Regions from separate parts of the Zea mays genome. Here region 2 is linked to region 1. The links are chromatin contacts, called in public Hi-C maps. All regions are on one chromosome and are shown on one strand. Each heading gives the region's core, a stretch centred on a gene start, on an enhancer-like site or on the middle of the called end of the contact. The rest is flanking DNA. Distances are from core to core; before and after follow the strand shown.

Region 1 (6,935 bases), core at 4,225-6,724:
ATCATCAATCTTCTTCTTCCTAGCCCTCCCTCCCAATGTCGACCTCTAAAAACACCAACTCCGACTCCATCAGTAATACTCCTCCAGCCACCACGCTTGCTAATGTTGCTCAATCAATCAACATCACTAGCCTTGTTACAATCCGTCTGGATAAGCTTTCCAATGCCTATCGTGTTGGCGGTGTCTCTTCCATGTCATTCTCGGGTGGTTCAATCTGCGACACCACATTGACGGCACTCCCCGTCAACCAGCTGGCACTCGGCAAAAGCAGCCTTTGCCGAGTGTCATCTCTTGACACTCGGCAAAGTACATTTTTATTTTTTTTATTTTCCCAACCAAAATTTTTGTGGTATGTTCCTACACTATATAGACCTACATGTACCATTTTGAGACAATTAGAAAATTGTTTTCTATAGCTAGTAGATTTATTTCGTTTATTTGAATTTCTTCGAAAAAATCACATTTGAACTGCAGGTCACTCGAAACTTGGAAAACCGTGCATGCAAAAATAATATCCATGCTACTTAGCACAAGTTACGACCGATTTCAGGATCGAACCGGAAACTTCGAGCACCATGTTAACTCAACATGGTCGTGAACTTGCCATACAGCTGTTTAAAAATTTTATAAAACACAAATAAACTTAGAAAATCATGAAACTTGTCCACATGTCATGATATCATATGTAGAGTCTGTGATAAAAAATTTAGAATGTTTGGAGAAAGTTGTGAGACATTATGTGTAGAAACCTAAGAGAACCACACATGAAATCATAGAGTTTCAATGTGGATCTCTTAGGTTTGTACACATAGTGCGTTACAGCTTTCTCGAAACTTTTTCAAATTTTTATCACAGCCTCTACATATGATATCATGACACGTGGACATGTTTCATGATTTTCTGACTTTGTTTCTGTTTTTATACAATTTTAAACACCTGGATGGCAAGTTCACGGTCATGTTGAGTGAGCATGGTGCTCGAAGTTTCCGGTCCGCTCCTGAAATCGGTTGTAACTTGTGCTAAGTAGCATGGATATCATTTTTTGCATGCACGGTTTTCCAAGTTTCGAGTGACCTGCAGTTCAAATCTGAATTTTCCGAAGAAATTCAAATAAACAAACTAAATGTATTAGCTATAGAAAACATTGTTATAATTGTCCCAAAATGGTACATGTAGGTCTACATAGTGTAGGAACATACCACAAAAAGTTTGGTGACCAAAATAAAAAAAATAAAAAAATGCTTTGCCGAGTGCCAGATATTTGACACTCGGCAAAGACTGACGGCCGTCAGCTGTAGACGGCCGCTAACGGCCCTTTGTCGAGAGTCATATTTGTCGAGTGCTTGACGCTCGGCAAAGCAGTCTTTGTCGAGTGCTTGGCTGTGCCGAGTGTCCTACACTCGGTAAATAAGCTCTTTACCGAGCGCAGGACTTTGTCGAGTGCCCGATAAAAAGCACTCGGCAAAGCCGCCGGCACTCGGCAAAGCCTCGGATTCTGGTAGTGCACGCCTGGTCGATCCCCTCTGGATCCAAGAGGATCTGACTATCTTGATGTGGATCAATGCCACTCTGGTAGACGATCTACTTGATATGGTGATGGATGATGATATCTCTGCGTGTGAAGCCTGGAACAGAATTGCTACCTTCTTCCTCGGCAACCGGGCAAGCCGTGCCGTTCAACTGGAACAAGATAGGCACAACCTCGAACAGGGCGACATGAGTGCAACCGTGTTCTGTCATCGCTTGAAAACCCTAGTAGATTCCCTCGCCGACTGCGATAGACCGATCGACGATCGTTCTCTCGTGCATCAACTAATTCGAGGTATGAATCCAAAGTTCCATGTCCTTAAGCAAATGCTCCCTGCATTGCACTCGTTCCCCACCTTCATGGAGGCACGAGATCAGCTCATTGTGGCCGAGAACACTCTTGCCAAGTCTCCGTCAACCGAATCAGCGTTGAACATCACCGATTCTTCTTTTGAAAACACCAACCACGGCGGCTCCAACAACCACTCTTCTCGCTCTAACGGTGGTCAGGGTAACTCTGGATATTCTCGCAGCCGTGGTGGTGGCCGCTACGACAGTGGTCGCGGAAATTACCAGAGAGGAAGGGGGTGTGGTCGTGGTCGCGGATAACCACCTCAAAACCCGGCGGCACTTCTGCAGCAGCTTGCTTCATGGTACGCATCCGAGAACACCCGGCGCGCTCCCTGGACGGGTAACACCGGGCCTGGTGTCCTTGGTGCTCGGCCACCAATGCCTCAGGCGTACAACGCCTTCGTTCCTGCTACAACTCAGATGTCACCAGCTGCGCCACCGTCTTTTGACACTACATCTCTTCTTCAAGCGCTACACAATGCGTCCTAGTCTCAGCAGCAGCATCAAACCGACTCGTTTCTGGACACCGGGGCTAATGGCCATATAACAAGCGATCCAGGTAACTTTACCCATTACTGTCCTTCTTCAGTACATGATAATTCTCGCATCATTGTTGGCAATGGGTCCACCCTTCCTGTTCTTGGTCGTGGACTCGTGGTTCTACTACTATTCATAATTCCAATCATTCTTTTCACTTAACCAACGTTCTTCACACACCTAACCTAATAAAGAATCTCATTTCCGTTAGAAAATTCACCAAAGATAATGCTTGTTCTATTTAATTTGACCCGCTTGGTTTTTCAATCAAGGATCTTCATAGCAGGAAAGAAATTCTGAGGTCCAGTAGCCGGTGATCTCTACCCCTTCCACTCCGATCATCCTTCACATACCTCTGTGGCGCTTCATATCTCCACCGACACCAACCTATGGCATCAACGGCTCGGACATCCCGGACATCAAAAGCTTGATCGTGTTCTGTCTGTTTTTTCTGTTCCTAGATCCAATAAAAGTTGTCATGTATGTGATGCATGTCAGAAAGGCCGCCATGTTCACCTACCATTTCCTAATTCCAGTTCAAAAACTTATTTTCCTTTTCAATTAGTGCATTGTGATCTTTGGACGTCACTGCTTCCTAACTTCACCGGATATAAATACTATCTTGTTATATTGGATGATTTTTCTCGTTATTTATGGACATTTCCTTTGCGCCACAAATCCGACACCTTCTCCACTATACAAAATTTCTACTCCTACGTCCAGACTCAATTTCACATTCAGATACAATCCCTGCGATAACGGTACTAAATTTGACAACAATGCGCTACGCTCCTTCCTCACACGTCATGGCACCACCTATCGTCTCTCATGTCCATACACATCTCCTCAAAACGGCAAAGTTGAACGATCCGTTCGTTCCATCAATGATGTCCTTTGTACCCTTCCTTTTCAAGCCAAGCTTCCTCCTACATTTTGGGTAGAAGCTCTCAACACCGCCACATACCTCATAAACCGTAGACCATCCACCCCTCTTCAGGCTGCAGCAGAAGACTTATCCAATTCTTTTTTCTTTCTCTCCTCTTTATTTCTCACTTTGGGGCACTGAGAAATATGATGAGTATTTTTTCTGCAATAACGGCAATAAAGGTTGGATTTATGATCTCTAGGTCCCTAAACAATTAAACCTTCATCTTTGGGTTCAGAACGAGAATCAACGTCAATTTTTTCCTTGGACAACAAATTCGACTTAACATTCTCAAAGGACAGTGAAGTATGATTACCATAAAGCATAATTTCCTTAAAATGCTTAAAATAAGGGAGCAATGAGACTACCGACAAAATTGACTTATCTTCATCATTTATCTTCACATCAAGATTCTCAAGGTCCACAATAATTGAATTAAATTCATTAAGATGTGACTGCATAGATGTACCACCTAACATGTGAATAGTGTAAAGATGCTCCTTGAGACTAGCTTGTTTGCAAGACTCTTGATCATATACAGCTCCTCCAATTTATTCCACAATGTTACTGTGAATTTTTCATGCATTACTTCACGCAGAGCATCAAAAGATAAACTGAGCTGTATTGTGGATAAAGCTCTCTCATCAATATCTTGCCACTTATCATCAGTCATGTTAGCAGGTCATGTCTACAACGCCTTTTGAACAACCAACTAGATAAGAACAACCTTCATCTGAATCTGCCAAATCAAACTTCAGAATATCAAATTTAGTCGACATAATGCGAGATAAAAAATTTCCGAAGTCAACGAAATCGAAGAACAAAAACCATGATCAATCTGATGAGTTAGCTAGATATCTTGTCTCCTTGGTGCACCTAGAAAAAACAAAACTGATTGATAATAATGGCTTAATTTACGTGTGCACATTTACTTGAGAACTTGTGATGCACTAATGCCAAGGTGCTTGGAAACAAGAGAATTGATAATGTCCTTGTTCTTCGGTGAGAGAATCCACCGTAGCAGGTGCACGTGGGTGTGACTCTCTCGTTGAGAGCTGTTGTAGATCGATCAAGCACCCACCACACAAAACCAGTACACGTCGCCTGCACATAGATGCGAACATGCTGGTGATTCAATAGGATTCCTCGCCGACAGAGACAGCACGTGTGTCGACGATGAACGAGCGCAACCACTGATGAGTCTGGGGAAGAATCCAGCGACAACGCAGATTCGGACACAGATCACAGCGGCGCGACACAAACTGATTTGTGGAAGTACGAAGCGACGGCTACTGTAGATCGACGAAGGCAAAACCCGGCGGCGACGACCACAATATGGATAAAAATAACATGTCTAACCCTAGCTTTGATACCACTTGTTAAAAAATAAAATAGACACAAAGAGTTACGTGGAAAAATATCCTCCAATATAGAGGAGCAAACAAGTACGAGTAAACAAATCCACTATCAACTATAGAGTAAAGTTAAATAGAGAGCCTATATTTATAGGTGTATAGAAAATCATATTTTAAAGTATATTTTAAATATATAAAAGAAATTAGAGGCATATTTCAACATGACCCGTCAGGGGTGTTTGGTTCTGTGGACTAAAGTTTAGCTCGGGTCACATCAAGTGTTTGACTTTCAAATAGGAGTATGAAATATAGACTCAACCAACTATACTAGATTCGTCTCACTTTTTAATCTTCGGCTGAGAAATTAGTTTTATAATCCGACTACATTTAATACTCCAAACGGAGGTTCAAACATTCGATATGATAGGGGCTAAATTTTAGCAGGGGCAAACCAAACACCCACTAAATCTAGCACGGACGAAACGTATGGCCGCCGGTAAAATTGCCATCCTATGTCCGTGTCCGTCTGCCAGCTATGCTGGCGGAGACGACTCGGAGCCGTGGTCCAACCCGAACCGAAGAGCAACCCCTGACGGCACGGCACGTGGCATGGCGCTGGCCCACATCCACCACATAAAACCCCTTGAAGCGTGGCCGTTCCGATCTTGCGTTCGAGTTCACGCTAAGCATCGTCATCGCCCCATCGGTCCGTCGTTAGTGCCCCTCGCTCCCTCGGAAAACCCTCTCCTCTCCCCTATCCTCTCGTCTCCCCCCACCCCGCCGCGATCAACCGAGACCCACCGCCATGACGAGCGACGACGAGGAGGCGTGCGACTACTTCTACGACGACGACGACGACGCCGAGGAAGACGCCGCCGCCGGACTGGAGGAGGACTCTTCGCTTCCAACGCCGGAGGGCCGCGCGGACTACTGGGTGAGTGATCTCTGATCCGAACCCCGGGGCGCCCCGGCTAGTCGCGGGGATGATAATTGTGTGTGTTTGCCGGGTTGGGATTTCCGCGCCGGCGAGATCTGGGAGGACCTCGCCGATCGATTCGAGAATCGCCCTGCCTGCCCCGATTCACCAAACCTTTATATAAGTTCATCGTTGTAAGAAATAAAATAACGGGGTGTCACGAGGAACCGGTGCTGGATGTCTTCAGATCCTCACCAGATTGGGTTGTTATATTTTAATTCGGTGGGATGTATCCGTGTGTACTTGGAATTTGAGAGCAGTGAACAAACAAATTCCTGTCTACTTGTCTTAGCTGTATAAGATAAGAATTGCTAGAGTCCATCAGAGTACTTGTCTTTTCACTGTAAAGTGTAAAGTGTAGTATTTAATTTTGCCCAAAGTAGTGGCCATTGGTCAACAAAATCTTACCTTTGCCAAATAATTACGAGATGCATGTGCATGTTGGTCACTTCTCTTTTTTTCCTTAAAAACCTGGAATTTCAATTTACTTAAAAACTGGATGAAACACAATCTGTTATTTATCCTCATGTATTTGATTACCACTAAGATAACTAAACATCATACTGATATTCACCAAGCAGTCACTAAGTCGGTAACTTCTGACTGTTTTCAAGTCAGACGACTTGTTGGCCGTTAATTGCGATTAATCATGATTAGTCGGCCGACTTGTTGGCCGTTAATTGCGATTAATCATGATTAGCCGGACGACTTGGGCGATTAATTGTGATTGGTCCAAACCGACTTGGACGATTAATCGCAACTAATCACAATTAATCGGACGACTTGAAAACAGCCTGAAGTCCGAAATAAGGTATGTTGTAGCAAGCAATCATTCATCTATTATACTGATATTAGTTCAGTTCTCACCATCTGATGGGCAGAGGTTTGATCTATGGTGTAAACATCTGTTTTTCTTCTTTATTTGTGTAGTAGTGGTCTTGTTTTGTGCAATCATATATACGGAATATTTTGCATTGTTTGAGGTGCAGATCAGTGGAGTGCACCCAAAACAGAGGATGTGTTTCCCCAAGAAGATTCTTTATTTGTTTTAACCAACTAAATTCACCCATGCTGTTTTTAGATTCATCCATGTTGTTTGCATACTGAATATTACTTGTAAAGAAACATGTTACATGCATAATTGTTGTTGCAGGCTATCACACAAGATACCGTTTTCGCTGCACAGGTAATGGAACAGATTCAACCATTTCCTAAGTGTTCATAGCCATCGTTCAGATGGTATCTGTTCTGTCCAAATGTTTAT
Region 2 (7,561 bases), core at 3,389-5,888, 100 kb before region 1:
GCGTCCACTAATCATACGTGCTTATGGAGCAGAGTCGTTCCATACTAACTTTGTCCTGCGTATTACCCGGCCGTGATGGCAACAATGATACAGCCAAATAAAAACACAACATTTCTCTCATGCGTCGAATGTAAAAAGTGAGCAGTAAGTTTATAATTAATTTGGCAAGTAGAAGAGTGGATATGCCTTGGGGCAATTTTTCCAGTTGCATCTTGATGGTTTTTAACATGAATTGATGAAAAAATAGAAGACATTACCAGACTCACCAGCCAGTTATAACAACACATTTTTGACTAAATTTAGGATAAAGAAAAAGTTAAAGAACCACAAAGAAATCAAATTTGAATTATGATTTTCTTTGCTCCGATTGACAAAAAAATAGATCCTAAAGTCCCTAAACCCTCAAAACTAAATGACCACTTGATTAAATAAACAAAAAACCAGTAGCGATCATATTCCAAACATTTAGCTAAACACATGCATATCACATTCAAAGCTAATAAAAAGAGGAACACTGAGCTTACCCTGGGTGAGAGATCAAACCTGATGACGTCCGTCCCGACTCCTAACAGCAGCATCAAAGAGTGATTCCTGACAAGAGCCTGCACGCACGCAATGCCAAATCAAAATCAAGCACAATTTTCGTTGTGATGAAGAAACAAAACATAAGTGAAGCACACATACATTGCATGGGGCCTGTACCGCCAGAGCGTGAGTCGCCACCCGACTCCGTCGATGGTGGGGCATGTCCAGGAAGAGGGGGAGGAGTTGGCAGAGCAAAACCTCCCTCCAGCAGGACGGGGCATGCTACATTCGATGAACTCAGTGACCGCATCATTGAAAGGTGAGAAGAACCATTTACCGCTTGCAGTATTGCCTCGGATTTTTGTGCACCCAAATTTCTCAGCCCTGCGGTGGCCTGCGCATGGATCGAGAAGGAAGCTAATACAGTAAGAACACCATCAAGTACCAATTGGAATTTACAAAATTGACAGGTGAGACGTGCCACCCACCCCGACCCTGACAGGCGTTTGGTCGCGCAATTCGGCGGGCACCACTCGCTTGGCATCGTCAAGGAGAGAGACGAGCGACTCGGCAGCCTCCCGGGGGTCATTGGCATAGTGGCTAAGCCCCGGTTTTATCTGCAGGCGGAAGGAGACGCGAGTGAGATCCAGATCCAACCGGCAACGGGTCACCGGGCGGGGGAGTGCGTACCAGGACGAAGAGCTCGATCTCGCTGCCAATGCGGACGAGATCCAGGTTGGCGTCAAAGCGGAAGATGTGGACGCGGCTGCCGGAGCTACCGGCGTCGAAGATGACGACGTACCTGTCTGCCCCGACCGGCCCGGACCTCCGGGCGCCGCCCATGGTGCCAGCGGGTGAGCGTGGCATGAGGAGGAGGACGAGAGAGACGAGCGCGAGCGGGGCGAGGATGACGAGCACGACGCCCCGGTAGCGGTGCGCGCGGTCGGCCAGCGTCTCCTGGCGGCCGCCGTTGGGCAGCGCGGAGTAGCGGCGCATCTTGGCGGCATCGACGGGGAGGAGGAGGTCCGAGGACGAGGGCGTGCGGTAGTGGACGCCGCTTGCTGCGGCAGGCGGGGTGGGGGCCGGGGGCGACGACGACTGGTTGGCCGCCTCCTGCTGCGCGGGATCTAGCGTTCCGCGTCGGGGCGCGCGGCGCGCACGTCGATGGTGGATCTGCTGCTGCGTCGTGGCGGGGTTTGCAGGGGAGGGGGCGTGGCGGGACTGCGGGGTTGCGGGCATGGCGGTACTGCTCGGCGACGGGGACTGCGGGCGCGGATGCGGGGACTGTGGCAGGGACTGCGGGTGCGGGGAGGGAGGCGGAGCACGCGATGGCAGAACGAGGGAGTGTGGACGCCTACTCTGCTAACATATAGAGTAGTAGAGATTTGGTGAGGCAAATCTGTAGGTGTTTTCGTAAATCAGCTATCTTTGAGTATGGCAAGGTAGTTTATGAGACACGAAGATTTTTTTTTAGCGTGTGTCTGTTAATAAAACTGAGTTGTCTGTTAAAACCATCGTTGTAGTAGTGGTTTCAAATCTTTACAAGTATGTTCGGAAGTCGGATCGCAAGTGTCAGCTTTCCACCACAATGAGAGTTACTCCCTCCATTTTTGTCGCAGGATAGTTCAGTTTTACGCTAACAAACGACAAATAAAAAAGAAAGATCCGAGGTAGAACTTACGTGTGACAAAATGCATGTGACGAAAGATCGGGCATCCCTTTCCTCTGAACACTGATATCATATGATAGGGCACGTGGAGAGCGCTGCTTGCCCTCCTTCTGGGTAGATGCTTCGCTAGCTGTAGCTTGACATATATCGAACGTATGCGTTGCCATTTTGTCAGTACGTTTGGTCACTGGGCCATAGGAACTATTAACCATGAAAATTACTCCCTCCAGTAAAGTTTATAAGATATTTGCTGTAAGTGAAGAATCAAACTTCATATTTTTTTAGTTTATTTTTCCTATATTTTTCATGTGCCTAACACTACTGCAGAGTACCCCTTCATTGCCAGGTCCAACCTCCTATCGCTCTCGGTAATTAAACCGGCAGAAGAAAAGTGGTAGTGATAGTACACTCCCAGAGTCCCATCAGTGTCGTATCGCTAAAAACTAGCAGTCATTCATGTCGGCTCTTGTCCTTGTTTGGTAGTGATAATATCATTATCGGGGTTAGGACTAGAATCACAGCGATACCCAACCGTGATCTGATTATTCTCCCATATTATGACTTATCACTTTTTTTTGTGTGTGATACATTTTGTTCTATGTAATCAGGAAATTATATATTACTGGTTTCGCTTACAGCTGTCTGCATGTCTTGTCACAAGATTATAGCATGAAAGAAGATTCTACCAATCTACACTATAAGCGAAAGGGGCCTGCTATATTTGTAGACGGTCCTTGGGCTCACCGCTCACAGCCCTTTTGGCGTAGCCTATTTGGATGGCTCCAGGCTCACCGTCAAGACCTGCCAAATAGTTATAAAAAAACGGTTTCTCGTCGAAATGCCTCAAAGCGTCGAAGCCATTTTCTTGTTAGAAGCTAGAACACAAAAAAAACCAGGGCTTCTATTGGCTCCTTATACCCAAATTCACTAAATTACTTTCTCTATCACTGTCTCCAACTCATCCCTTGTGTTCGCATTCGCGGGGAAACACACTCCCTCATGTTCGCTTAAAAAAAGAGCCCCCGCCTGGCCGCCCATGAAACATCTCTGTCGAGTGTCGAGGGCGAACTCTGGCTGGACAGAGGTTGGAGGTGGTCCGATTTGTTGGAATAAATAAATTTTGGGTTAGGCTGGCCGAAATTATGCATTGGGTCCTGTTTGGACCGAGGTCACGACCACGGGCGGGCACGAGCATAACCTGTTTACGGAGACACGAAATAGCTTATTTACAGGCATGAAAAGGCTCATATTCATTTGGTCATCCGCTTCTGATTATGGAAATCAACAGCTACAATTTGGTTAGTCACATGCTTAATCATGGAGATGAGGTGTCAACCACCCATTGGTTTCGTGTTATCTGATTTTTTTAATTAGAAAGCTTGAAATGTTAATATCTACTAAATGATATATGTGTTTTGAATTTCGGGCTTTGTTCTGAATTTCGGGCTTTCATGTGAATTTCGGGTTTTGATATGAACTTCAGGCTCTGTGTGAATTTCGGGCTAGAATTTGAATTTTGGTCCTTTTACAATTTCGGGCCGTCCAAAATAAGCCCGACATATTTAACCAATAACGTGTTGGGCCGTGGGCTAAGGGTTGAGCCCATGTGCCTGCCCGACACGGCCTGTAATAATTACGGGCCGGCCCAGCCCAAAATTCAATCGTGACAGGCTTTTCGGGCTTGGGTCGAGTGGGCCGAATGTATATCTATAGTCTATGGTTACTCTATGGACAAGCAAAATGTGATTGTCGCAACTACCAAGTGCCTCCATAACTGCATATGTGAGAATGATCAAGAAGACGAAGATTTTCGTAAGTGCAATCATAATCCCGAATATGTGTCAACTATCCCTTATAGATATAGAAACGCATCTGATATATCGTGTCCATACTCCAATGACCGCTCTATGGATAGATTTTATGATGACATTGCAAGAGCAATCTTGCTTTCTAGATCTTTTTCAACACGATGTATGAATTACTTGTATGGATGTATAAATTGAAAAGTAGGACACAATATGATGTACCTCATATGACCATATTTAATATCCTAATATTCCTACATAATATAGATATGCCTCCAGTGGAAGAGGACTTGTTCTGACGCAATATGGCGGGCGTCATACCTAAACGTTTAAATCCTTTATATCTTTATGTATGGCTAGTAAGGCATTGTAGCGTGGTTGTGGCGCTTTGGTGTTCGAATGTGCAGGTAGTGCGTTTAACTCCTCAAGCCTTATCTGCTATAAAGAAATTAAGAAGCTACAACTCGAGTTGAGAGGAGACGAATTATAAAACAGCTTTATTTGCTATAAAGAAATTAAGAAGCTACAACTCGAGTTGAGAGGAGACGGAGCCCAACTAAAGAGGATCTTAATACGGGCTCTGGTTGTAACCTGCTCAACCTAAACCTGACTTATTGGGCCGAGCCCATGCCCCATCGGCTAGGTCGAGTACCGTGTGTCGCTACCAGATAAACACACGGCACACGGGTAATTTAGATGGCAGTGGTTGGTACATGTCGTCTAACCAAATCTGTGCGTGTATTTTTCTAAACAAAAACTTAAGTAGTCTGTGTGTACGCCTCACCTAACGGAATAGAAGCAGTCCTATAATTATTGAATATATTGAATAAGGGGTGTTTGGTTTCTAGGGATTAAATAATTTTTAGTTTCTTTATTTTATTCTATTTTAGTTTCTAAATTGATAAATTTAGAAATTAAATTAGTCAAAAAATAGAATATAATGAAATGTTTAAAATTTAGTCCCTAGAAACTAAATACCCCTAAACTTTGAACTCTAAAAAAGTGTTAATAAGATGCAGAAGACATGTTTTTTCTTCCAACGACGAAAACACAAAGAGATAATGGTAGAGGATCTCTACGATTATCTTATTATTTACATAAAAAGGTGTGTAAGGAAAATGGACCCCGGGCCATTTGGCTAAATGAGTTTTGATGTTTGATGATCAACGCAACCTGTGGACTAATATGTTTGCAAGTGTTCGTAGTTCACAGGATGCTAAAGTAACTTGAACCAAGATATTGTGGAAAGCAACACCTCAAAAGAAGACATTATAAAGATCAAGTGGAGTCCAAGAGAAGAAAGAAGTGTTGCATGCAGACTGTTTGTGCGAGGAGCACCGGACTGTCCGGTGCACCAGGAACAGTAGCCCCAACAGCTAGTTCCAGGTGGCACTGTGGAGAGAAGAGAATCGGACTGTCCGGTGTGAAGTCCAGACTGTCCGGTGTGAAAAGTCTGTGGCGCCAACGGTCACCTGCGGTGTCAGAGCAACGGCTAGACGCACCGGATAATAAAGAATGCGTTGTCCGGTGCGCCACCGGACTGTCCGGTGTGTCGCATAGAGCAGCAGCTTTTCTACAATGGCTAAAATTGTGTTGGGGGCTATAAATACACCCCCAACCGGCCATTTCCAAGTGTGGGAGCCCAAGCAACATACCAAGGCATATAGTGCACATTTCCAAGAGCTCAAATACCTAAGTGCTTAATAGAATCACTCGGTGATTAGTGTAGGTGCTTTGCGAAGTGCTTAGGTTAGTTAGACCGCTTTAGCGCTTGCTCTAGGTGAACCCTAGTTAGTTGAGTGAGTTTTGTAAAACCACACAACCCCTTGGCTCTTGCGCGAGCCATTGTAATTGTACCGAGTGGGGCGAGAGTCTTGCGAGACCGTGACAACCGCGTTTGTGTCACGACCGCCGCCGTGTACCGGAGGGAACGAGGCCCGCGGCGTTTTCGGCCAGAAGCTCGATAGTGGAGCCGGCGGGAGCGTCCGAGAGGAGCCGGAAGCGAAGCACCACTTGTGCGTGGAGAAGGCTCGCGGCTCTCTACGGAGTTACTCGACCGAGGTGCTTGGCCCTCGTGTGGGCTTCCCTTTGCGTAGGGGCACCAACAAGGATTAGTCGGAACCTTGCGCGGTTCCGGATACCTCGATAAAAATACCGGTGTCATCCACGAGAGTTTCCATCTCTACCTCGCTCTTTAACCTCCGCATTTATATTAAGCATTTAATTTCAATCTTGTATTTATGCTTATATAGTGTAGATTGAAACTTAGCCTTTGCGGTAGAGATGGCAACACATAGATAAAACCTAGTTTGCACATTATAGTTTGATTATTTGCATATGTTTTGCTCTAGGGATTTATTTGTGGCCTAGTTTAGTAAAAGTTTTAGAAGTCCTAATTTAGCCCCCCCCCTCTTAGGCGTCACTCGTTCCCTACAAACGGTACAAGTTTTATCTATACTATAGTTAAAGCAGCAGTTTCAACGGTCGTCCCGCGTCATTTTTTACAAATAACCCCTCACATCTATTTAAAATTAACCTGTCGGTCCCCTCTACGCAGCCAACCTCCACGTCTCAAACCATACCTCTACATATAGAGGCCCAAACGACGACCCGCACAGGCCCACTAGGCCAGACATGGCACGCAGGCACGGCACACCGGCATGCTGACCGTGTCGGACCAGCCCGTCGGGCCATTTGGTTAAATCAGCGTAAAATGTTAAAAAAACGATGCAGGAGGTGGGGTTTGAACTCACACCAAACGACGACCCGGCACAGGCCCACTAGGCCAGACATGGCACGCAGGCACGGCACACCGGCATGCTGACCGTGTCGGACCAGCCCGTCGGGCCATTTGGTTAAATCAGCGTAAAATGTTAAAAAACGATGCAGGAGGTGGGGTTTGAACTCACACCAAACGACGACCCGGCACGGGCCCACTAGGCCAGGCATGGCACGCAGGCACGACACACCGGCATGCTGACCGTGTCGAACCAGCCCATCGGGCCATTTGGTTAAATCAACGTAAAATGTTAAAAAACGATGCGGGAGGTGGGGGTTGAACTCACACCCTGATAGAAGAAGGGTGGGAGACACTGGGTGAAGTTGTCTAACCAGTAGAACATCATGCTCAAGTGTTTATAATATTAAATATAAATTATATATATGTATATATGTTTTTTGTAAAATAAAAAATAATTGTGTTGGGCCAGCACTATGGGCCGAGGCTACGACCCAAGCACCGCACGACGCTCGTGCCGGGTTGGCCTAGACACTATTAAATGGGTTGTGCCTCGGGCCGGCTCGCTAGACACAACTCATTTGGCCATCTATACCTCCGCACGGTAATGATAGTCCTCGTATCAGTTGCCACCATCTTGTTCACCATCCTGCTTCTTTTCTCTCTCCTCTCATGCCTCCATTTTCGCACCACCACATTCTCGGCAGAGGGCGTAGGAGCAGGCGCCTCCTCCCCGTATGTATTCGTCCGACACCATCCCCGACATCTACTCGCGCAGTGGCTATTGCATGTCCACAAGGACGTTTCACATCATGTGCGCACCAT

Evidence for each region. A called contact is a pair of places that touch in the nucleus more often than the background predicts.
Region 2: a Hi-C map of ear shows a contact between it and region 1, with 1.6 times the contacts expected there. The contact joins the enhancer-like site here to the promoter of LOC100279995 in region 1. A contact is called at or near these places in 3 of 25 Hi-C or Micro-C datasets (ear, endosperm and leaf).

Annotation. Positions count from the first base shown.
Region 1 is chr5:18,782,843-18,789,777 of Zm-B73-REFERENCE-NAM-5.0, reverse strand. It overlaps LOC100279995 (putative RING zinc finger domain superfamily protein), which reads left to right and starts at 5,474. Exons shown (of 5, transcript NM_001152943.1): 1 at 5,474-5,629; 2 at 6,825-6,857. The coding sequence starts at 5,501.
Region 2 is chr5:18,882,953-18,890,513 of Zm-B73-REFERENCE-NAM-5.0, reverse strand. No RefSeq gene overlaps it. Among protein-coding and RNA genes, the nearest start is that of LOC109939433, 17 kb to the right of the region's middle. Within about 2 kb of position 4,638, at least 14 of the 20 cell types and tissues checked have an H3K27ac peak or open chromatin away from gene starts, as enhancers often do. A contact at or near this core is called in ear, endosperm and leaf, where this site is marked.